Regions from separate parts of the Mus musculus genome. Here all the other regions are linked to region 1. A link is a contact called in public Hi-C and HiChIP or PLAC-seq data. All regions are on one chromosome and are shown on one strand. Each heading gives the region's core, a stretch centred on a gene start, on an enhancer-like site or on the middle of the called end of the contact. The rest is flanking DNA. Distances are from core to core; before and after follow the strand shown. Region 1 has its middle 110 kb from the start of Gm5129. Region 2 has its middle 37 kb from the start of Gm5129. Region 3 has its middle 65 kb from the start of Il6.

Region 1 (2,845 bases), core at 203-2,702:
GTGCTCTTGACTGCTGAGCCATCTCTTCAGCCCTGAGACAGGGCTTCTTTGTGTAGCCCTGATTGCCCTGGAACTCACTCTGTAGACCAGGCCTTAAACTCAGAGATCCACCTGCCTCCCAAGTGCTGGAACTAAAAGTGTGTATCACCATTGTCTGGAATTTTTTCACTTTTTTTTTTTTGATAATTGATTGTTTTCAAATGTGAACTTTGTAGATGACAATAGCATATTGCAATGTCACAGGCTAAACCCACTAATGAGACACTGAGAATAAAAAGGCAATGTGTTTAATATTGGTTATGAATATAAAGTGCTAATAATGATGGTTGACAATTTGCTGGGCCTTTCACTATTCCATATACTGTATTTATCAGCTGTCAACTTCACCACAGGATTATGATCTATGTATAATCTTCACTTACTAGAGGAGGAACATGAGGTTCAGAGACAGTAAGAAGCTTGTGATGGAGCCAAGAATCAAATTCAAGCAGTTTGAAAACTAGGCATCAACGTGAGAAACAGAAACAACCAGAAAAGTACATTCAAAATGCAGTTCAGTGATTGAAAATTGAGGGCAGTCTATGACTGTGAGTCAAGAGGGTCATGACCACATGTGCCAGTATCTAGGACTCAGGGGGGTTGTCTTGTCTTCTCAGTGGGTATGTAGTTCTTGGCTTACAGGTTATCAGTATTGGTCTGGAGTGGTCAACTGGGTATTTGAGAGGCAGAGATGACTTTGAATGTCTGGAAAGGGTCAGCAGGATAGAGAAGTGTAATACTGGTGGGAATCCTGGGATGGTTATGTCTCATGAGGATTTAAATTCGTGGGTTTTGTGTAGTGTTCATTCATTCATTTGATAAAAATCTGAAATGTACCCACTCTCTTCCTAAAAACTTCCCTAGACTTTTGGGATACTTAATGACTACAACAGAAAAAATATTCTTGTAATATTGGAGGTTGTGTTCTTGAGAGTGAGACAAGTAATAAAATGAGCATAATAAATAAATATATTACATATTAAGTCAGACTGTAATCTCAGCATTCAGGAGGTGGAGGCAGGAGAGTTTTGAGCTCTAGGCCAGTCTGGGTGACATACATGATTCTGTCTCAAGAACAACAGTAACAAAAAACAAGTGAGAAGATTATAAGCAGTATAAAAAAGACATCAGGCAATAGCCGAAGGAGGTCAGACTAGCCAGGGCTGAAATCCTAAGGCAGGAGATGCCTGGTTTGTCAGCTGATACACAGAAAGCAGAGGGAAGGTCAGAAAGGATGCCTGAATGACGCATGGAAGGCTGCTTTGGAATGGATCCCAGAAGAATCAGGTTTAGTTGGGTCATGGTGTAGAAATGAAACACAGAGAAACCAGAGTCTTGAGTTCTGTGCAGACACTGACAGGAAACAGGAAATCATCTGAAGACTTCAGCCACTGGGTCTGCAAGCTTAGGCCACAATGGGCTGAGTGGGTGGACAGAGCAAAGCACTGAGTGTGGGTTCTGGAGAGCTGAGCCTGTGGGTGGAGAGGGAGCTGATAAGAACTCCAGGCCCATCGTCACCCAACAGTCACAACATGTCTCATTATTTTGCTTCTTCATGAGTTAATAAACAGAAGGCCTATTATATTGGTAAAACCAGACAAAGCCTGAGAATGGGGAGTCTGGGAATGGATAGTAGAGCACTGGGGAGACAGCACCAGCTGTTGAGTCAGACTGTCTGGAGTTCAACACTATGCCTGACCAATTTTTCTTTGAGGTCCTCCCTCACTTGCCTGGAATCCAGACATTTTCTTCAAAGAGTACATGGTGGTATGCAGCTGTGAGGATCCCTGATGAGCTGTGGACCAGAATCAGCTGATTCTGTAATGGGCCAGTTCCAGATACTTCAGTCTGGAATCCACATGCTGGAAGGTTATTATTGTGTTTGTTGTATCAAGAAATGTAAGAAATATAGTCTAAATGAGTTTCATGTTGAGGTGGAAGGGAATAGTTACTGCTACAGAAGATGGTGGTGACTGTATCACAATTCAAGCAACTATTTACAAATCATTACACTTTTCCCCTCAAGCTGGGAAGTAGATTCAGTTAGGCTCCACTGAGGCTCCAACCACTGGAGGAGTTTGTGCTGTGTAATCCAGAGAGAGAGAGAGAGAGAGAGAGAGAGAGAGAGAGAGAGAGAGAGAATTAGTTGAGATCATTGCAGTGAGAGATTAAAATTCCCTCAAAGACATTCTCCAACAGTGAAAACTGAGGTGACTCTACTCTCAGCACTGAGATGTGGAAGGCCACTTCAGGGAGAAGCACATTTAGGAAGAACTTCCACAGTCTCTAGATTCTCTTCTTAATAGTTACAAGTGAACTCTCCCCCCTTGTCCATGCCCCAGGAAAAACAGAGTCAGCTGTAGTCAGTCCCACTTGATTCAGGGCCTACTGTGTCCCTTCAGGCCTAGAACATCCCACTACCCCTAGCTACAGTGTCCCACTCCATCCCAGCTCCCTGGCTCTCTCCTTCTGTCACTAAAGCCAACCCTTGTCCAGAGGGAGTTGGGGAGGAATCTGGGGCTCAGCTTCCTCCACTATGTAAACCCTGCCTCAACCAGAGCCGCCACTGAGGAAACGGGAAGGGCATTGTCTTCCCTTCCCAAGACCCAGGTTTTAGCACTGAGTGGAGATTCCCCAGAGACAACGTCTTAGTGTGATGACATCCAGCCCCAAGTTCAGGCCTTGAAAGGAGATCGTTAGTAATGAGTAAGCACAACTGGGCAGGAAAACCAGGGAGTGGGGAGAACAAGGGGATTGTTGGTTTAAAATTCCTAATTGGCCTCATCCTGAGCAGTTCTGCTGCTTG
Region 2 (2,777 bases), core at 72-2,571, 70 kb after region 1:
GACCCAAACCAGAGCCTAAGGCAAGTCAAGCACTGGTCCACACCCGGGGTTATGAGGTCATGTTTCTTTTCCACTTGGGGAACGAAACACACCAGAAAACATATGCCTTGAAACAACTAATGAAAATTTAAAACAAACTCACGATCTGACAGTGTCCCCAGCCAAGACACTGAGGTCGCCCGGAAGCTGAGACAGAAAGACTTGGCAACTGTCACAGAGTGTGGTACGGCTTCAGATCTGAGTCCAGCTGAATGTGGGTACTGACTTCACATAAGCTCCTCCCCAAGTACACAAGGAGAAAGAAGTCTATTTCACTAGGTCATTAATGCCATCAACCTGATATTTCGTCTGTATCACCTGCTGGCTCACAAGATGAAGTCAGTCACACCACTGGCGTCAAAACATGTGCCAGGCACTGGGACTGGCACACAGGGTTCTTGTTCTTAGACTTAGTGCTGTAGTTTCAAACAAACTCTGCACTGTCGGTCTCAAATGAACACAACAGAATGAGGACATCTGTGAGAGGACACGCTTGAGCAGCCAGAAAGTGAGAAACCAAGTGGGGCATGTATAAAACCAGCCTGGCATGAAGGAAGGTGTGACAGCAGGGTCATCTTAGGAAACCGACATTAGTAGAGAAGAGTTAGGAAGCGCACAAGTAGGCAAAAGTCACATTTCATCTGGAGACCTAGAAACCAGGGAATCCCGAAAGCACTAATTTCAACAGGACAGTAATTTTATTTCTAACTCAGGCTAGACAAGTACCCTACCACTGAGTCACATCCTCAGTCTTAAAAAGGGCCATGTCCTCTGGGGTCAGAAGATACATGGAGTGACTATGAAAATAACTGGTGAGCTGGGTGACACTTACAATCCCAGCATTTAGGATGCTAAGACAAGAGCTGAGTTCCACAAATGAGTTCCAGGGTAGAGCCCCTGCCTCTGTGGTTAAGAACTATGAAAAGCACCAGTTGAGCTTCTTCTGGTGCTGTGTCACAAACATCCTGAACTCACTGAGTCACAGTGGACAAGACAAACAGCCAAATGACTTCCAGCAGCCGAGTGTAGTTGGTATGCCCTAACGTGTCAGTTCCATGTGGTGGCACACAAATCCCATTGCTCATACCCATCAAAAGCCCTGGGTAAAGGTGCCCATAGTCAATCATTTCTCAGACCAGTAGGGCTGGCAATTAATGGGCATCTTAAAAACACCAACTGTTCCCATAACCAGGGCCAAATGCTGTTAGTTACAGATGGTGCTGCATAGCAACTCCCTGCACCCCACAGCCGTGGCCACTCCTGTAGCACCCTCTAGGACCAGAGCCAGATCTTATGGGGAACAAACGCAAGGCAGCATCAGACTTCACTTCCCTCTGTCACATGAGTACCAGTAAAAAGACAAACAGGGCTGAAAGGTGGTGGACATAAACCAGATGCCACTTAGTAAATTCTTTTGGAGCTGGGGAAATGGCTCAGCAGTTAAAAATCTGCTCCTAAAATCCAAACCAGAGCTGGGCAGTGGAGGCACACACCATTAATCCCAGCACTCAGGAGGTAAAGGCAGGTGCATGTCTTAAAGTTGGGGTTCTAGAGTTCCAAGACAGCCTTGAAACCTCAAAAATAAATTGGGGGGTACTTTTTTTTGAGTCTTACTGCATTGATAGTTCATCAAGGAATGGAAACAAAATAGAATTCTCCACTTCTGTCTCTGTATCTGTCTGTGATTGCTGGCTTATCTGCAGCATTTTCCCCTTTCAGCCCCAGAAACCTTGTAAACCAAGTGATACCAGCATTAATGATGAGAAAATATCAGGACACAGACACAGCTGAAATGAATCTTGTAAAGGCCAGGCAGATGCCAGCTTTCTGAGTCATTTCTTGTCAGCTTAGACCACTCAAAACACTGGAAAGCTAGAGGCAGTAAATCTGCAGGTTGGCCACCCCCAATAGTGGTATGTCTCTCTTCCTGCCACTGTGATGAAATACTCTGACAGACAGTAGGGTAGAAGAGCAGTAGTCGGTTACAAAGAGCAGCACAGGATGTTGACCATTAGTGTCCCAGCCACAGAACGGTGCCAGCCACAGGTGCAGGTTCTCACCTCAAATAACCAAAAGAATCCTCTACATACACACCCAGACACCTATCTCCCAGTTCTGGGTATCAGGGCTATCGATTACTACAAAAAGTCCCAGAGAAAATGGATAAATTTCAGGATCTATTTCCTCGAAACTGGTAGAAAGAAGACTTTTTTTGTATTGTTTTGGTTTTTTGTTTTATTGAGACAAAGTTTCTCCATTTAAAAAAAGTTTCTCAAAACCCGGGGCTGTCCTGGAACTGGGAACTAACTCTGTAGACCAGGCTGGTCTCAGTCAGAGATCTGCCTTCCTCTGTTTCCAAAATCAGGGATTAAAGGTATGTGCCACCTCCAGCTGGCTGAAAGGAGACTTTTTGTATATTAATCTTTCTAAAAGCAGCCTCTCGCAGAATATGATGCTGTCAGTAGGCTGGAGAGCTGGCTCTCCAGCATTTTGTATTCTCCCAGATGGCCTGAGTTTGGTTCCCAGCACCGCAGCCACCTCATCACCACCTATAACTCCAGCTTTAAGGAATCAGACAGGCTCTTGAGTTTACATTGAGTGCATGAACTATTATATTACGTGCCTCCTGAGAGAAATATATAATCCAAACCAAATCCTGGGGCTGAAAAGATCAGCAGTTACAGTGCTTGCCCTTCTAGAGGACCCAGATTCTATTCCCAGGATCCACAAGGCAGTTT
Region 3 (2,968 bases), core at 76-2,575, 110 kb before region 1:
AAGCCAGTCTGTCCAGGATCCAGAACCATGGGGGATACAGTGGCTTTGTGAACACTCCATGTGAAAACCGTATGAGGAAAATGCTTGCTGGTTGTGTACATGGGCTGTTCTCCTGTTCATCCTGATGTTTGCCTATTCTGCCTTCCTTGCTTCTTTCCCTCCTCTTTTCTTGTCCAGTTTCTGCTTATACTTTAAGGCTTGATAAGGTAACTCCATCCTGGAAGCCCACTCCATCCTCCATCACAATGTCTCAATAATATGATTTGTATCAACACATTAGACTAATATAGTCTGCAAACTTCTGACCAGTGAGTGTTTTGCTTAGTTTATAATTATGAACTTTGGGTCAGAATATATACATTGAGGTAGTAGAGAGCTCAGATATTAAACTATTGACTACACCAGAGGTTTCCTTCATCCGTACCTTATAGGAATAATTTGAGTGGTCTGTTAATCTACCTTCTGCTATGTTGGCAGACTTCATGATATATTGTCTTTGTAAAAGCCCCATGGTGAATTTACGTATTGAATTATCTGCCAGATTCCAGTAGCTTCAAATGATCATATCTTCATCAGACTGCCCTGGAAAATACCTGTATTCATATTCCACGGAGCCCCTTGATTTTTAGTTTGTCTATACTATTCAAGTTTGAGTACTTTACAAAAAACAAACCAATAAACTCAAGTGAGAAATCCAGTGGTGTTTCGGAGAGAACTGTGAGCATCATGAGAAGTCCTGGTGAAAGAGTCCCTCTCATCCTCAGCATCCTTACCACTGTTCTAAACTCTTCCCATGCTTCTCCCCATCTCAGACATGATGCTTAGAATAGTTTACCCGGAACAAGACTGGATGTAGAAAATGAGTCAACCCAGATAAAATGGATATATGCTTCATTATCTCTAAGTGACATTATGAAGATGTGGTATACTCCTAGCATTTAAACCTTCCTGTGTTTTCAAAAGATGGAGAAAAATGTGATTTCTCTAAGTTCTGCTTCATGGAGTCCTCAGGAAGTGGACTAAATCTTCATCTACAGATTGCAAACCCACATGTAACAGTGCAAACCAGAGGTTTAGCACTGTGTTAAAAATGTAATTTCCCCCTTTGGAGGGCAAGGGGACAGGAATGGGAGGGGTTGGGTGGGGGAATCAATGTTTAGGTCAAACAATTGAAATTGGAGTCCAATCTTCGTAATCATCACTTTCATTTCTGTCTTCTAGGGAACTCTGCAAACTAGAAAGCAGTGGAAAACACTAGGTTGCATCAGATACTGAAGAGGAACTGAGAAAACCGTGCAATAGACAGGATTGCAGTGAAATTGTGTTAAAAGCTGGGTGTTTAAAAGTAACAACTTTGAGGAACAGGAAGCCAATGGGTGCTCTAGAGTTCACTCTCCTATAATGATCTTGGCCTGTGCCAAGAGAATGATGTGCTTTGACATGCCTATTCTGGTCAGAGTACGTTTGCAGGGATAGGTTTCCACTGAAGAGATAGCCTGTGCACAGCTCCTCACATCCTTTCCAGGATGCTTCTCTGATGAAGTTGCCTCAGAATCACTCTGTGAAGCAATGCTCACAATAGATGTAACATGTTTAGAATCTCACCTTAATTCTGATAGCCCAGTACCTTCAGATATTTGTTTCTAACTTAGTGCCTAACACTAGCTTGCAGTCTTACTGTACTAGATATGGCCCAGGGGTAAAAGAAGGAAAAGATGTAGCCTCAGAGATCGCAAGGGGGAGGAACGATACAATAATGGTAGCTGACATTCAGACTGCTCTTTAAATCATAAAGGTCGGTTTCCCCCACTTTACCTTCTCAGCTTTCTGGCTAATCACTGTTATCCTTAAAAAAGAGGAGAGTGGTGTGCCTGGAGAGGTGAAGGGACTTGCCTGGGATCACATTTCAGTAAGTGAAAGATCTAAGAGTAGAAATAGTACCCTGACTCCATAGTGGGGCCAGATAGCACTGAGGGCTAGTGACTACAGTCCAATGTCTGTACAAAAGCACTTTGTCACAGCTTCCAGAATAAGATCCTCACAGGTGGCACATCAGGGAGGATGCAGGAAGGACTTCTTACTGAAGATGGTCTTGGGAACACCTGACATGGTGAGAACAGGAAATGACAAGGAAGTGCAAGGACAATACTGAAACTTGCCAAGTGAGTCACAGGAAGAAGGCAGACTTTCTGAAGCAGAAAACCATTGTTGGGAGCCATGGGAGGTAAGTCCCCGGGACACTGGAGACCATGTGTGTCAGAGCTGGAGCAGTAATACCTAGAGTTTTCTTTCTTTTCATTGCCTCAGAAAGTCCCCCAAGGGAGGGGCCACGAGCATTCCTCAGAACACACACTGCACTTAGAGCAGAAAGAATGGTCTCCAGCCAGAGATGATATATATAGAAGTTGTACTAGGGAAGTTCTTGTGAAAAGTGACCACACACTCCATTGCCCTTCGTGTTACATGTACAGACGTTGATGGGAGTCCTGACACTAAGAAACTCTTCAGAGAATGAAAATCAAGAACAAAGTTATTAATAGAAATGAAGGCTTCTAGGTGACCTTCGGCAGCTGATTATGATCTGCCTGTCTGTCATAGCAGAGGTCACTTAAATCACATTCACACGGAGCATTTCCTGTGTCTAACGCTGTCACTGTACAATCTTCAAGAGACCAGAAGAGCTAACCTTACTCTAGGAGGAAAGTGAGACTTGATACAAACTTGATCTCTACAGCTATGTAAGCACCTTCCTAAAGATCAGTTAGTTACTAGCCAACTGGATTCATAAAACCAGCCTCACTATGCATTTGAGCCATCTCAGTGCAGATCTGGGAGGAGTACTGGGGCTGAGGGCTGCAGCTATCAGGTCAGGGCCATTCCTCTGGACAGTGTCACAGGCAAACTCAGCATAGGTGCAAGCTCTTACTAGTCCCTGGGACCCACAATGTGAAATGGAATTTAGAGAGGG

What was found. A called contact is a pair of places that touch in the nucleus more often than the background predicts. HiChIP or PLAC-seq counts read pairs in DNA pulled down with a chosen protein or histone mark.
Region 2: a contact with region 1 is called in a Hi-C map of the N1E-115 cell line, with 5 times the contacts expected there. The contact joins two enhancer-like sites. A contact is called at or near these places in 5 of 484 Hi-C or Micro-C datasets (the C10 cell line, the N1E-115 cell line, adipose-derived mesenchymal stem cells and 2 more) and 1 of 115 datasets of contacts at active chromatin or transcription factors (microglia).
Region 3: a contact with region 1 is called in an H3K27ac HiChIP or PLAC-seq map of microglia, with 4 times the contacts expected there. The contact joins two enhancer-like sites. A contact is called at or near these places in 1 of 15 datasets of contacts at CTCF or cohesin (large pre-B cells), 14 of 484 Hi-C or Micro-C datasets (the C10 cell line, ECoMG-derived neutrophils, bone marrow-derived macrophages and 9 more), 12 of 115 datasets of contacts at active chromatin or transcription factors (the 230-238 cell line, CD8 T cells, the HPC-7 cell line and 7 more) and 1 of 9 other capture datasets (embryonic stem cells).

What each region holds. Positions count from the first base shown.
Region 1 is chr5:29,841,483-29,844,327 of GRCm38.p6, reverse strand. No RefSeq gene overlaps it. Among named protein-coding and RNA genes, the nearest start is that of Gm5129, 110 kb to the right of the region's middle. Within about 2 kb of position 1,452, at least 72 of the 459 cell types and tissues checked have an H3K27ac peak or open chromatin away from gene starts, as enhancers often do. A contact at or near this core is called in the N1E-115 cell line, bone marrow-derived macrophages, microglia and 1 more, where this site is marked.
Region 2 is chr5:29,771,400-29,774,176 of GRCm38.p6, reverse strand. It overlaps a transcript of Dnajb6 not described here. Among named protein-coding and RNA genes, the nearest start is that of Gm5129, 37 kb to the right of the region's middle. Within about 2 kb of position 1,321, at least 94 of the 459 cell types and tissues checked have an H3K27ac peak or open chromatin away from gene starts, as enhancers often do. A contact at or near this core is called in the N1E-115 cell line, microglia and muscle stem cells, where this site is marked.
Region 3 is chr5:29,946,683-29,949,650 of GRCm38.p6, reverse strand. No RefSeq gene overlaps it. Among named protein-coding and RNA genes, the nearest start is that of Il6, 65 kb to the left of the region's middle. Within about 2 kb of position 1,325, at least 60 of the 459 cell types and tissues checked have an H3K27ac peak or open chromatin away from gene starts, as enhancers often do. A contact at or near this core is called in bone marrow-derived macrophages and microglia, where this site is marked.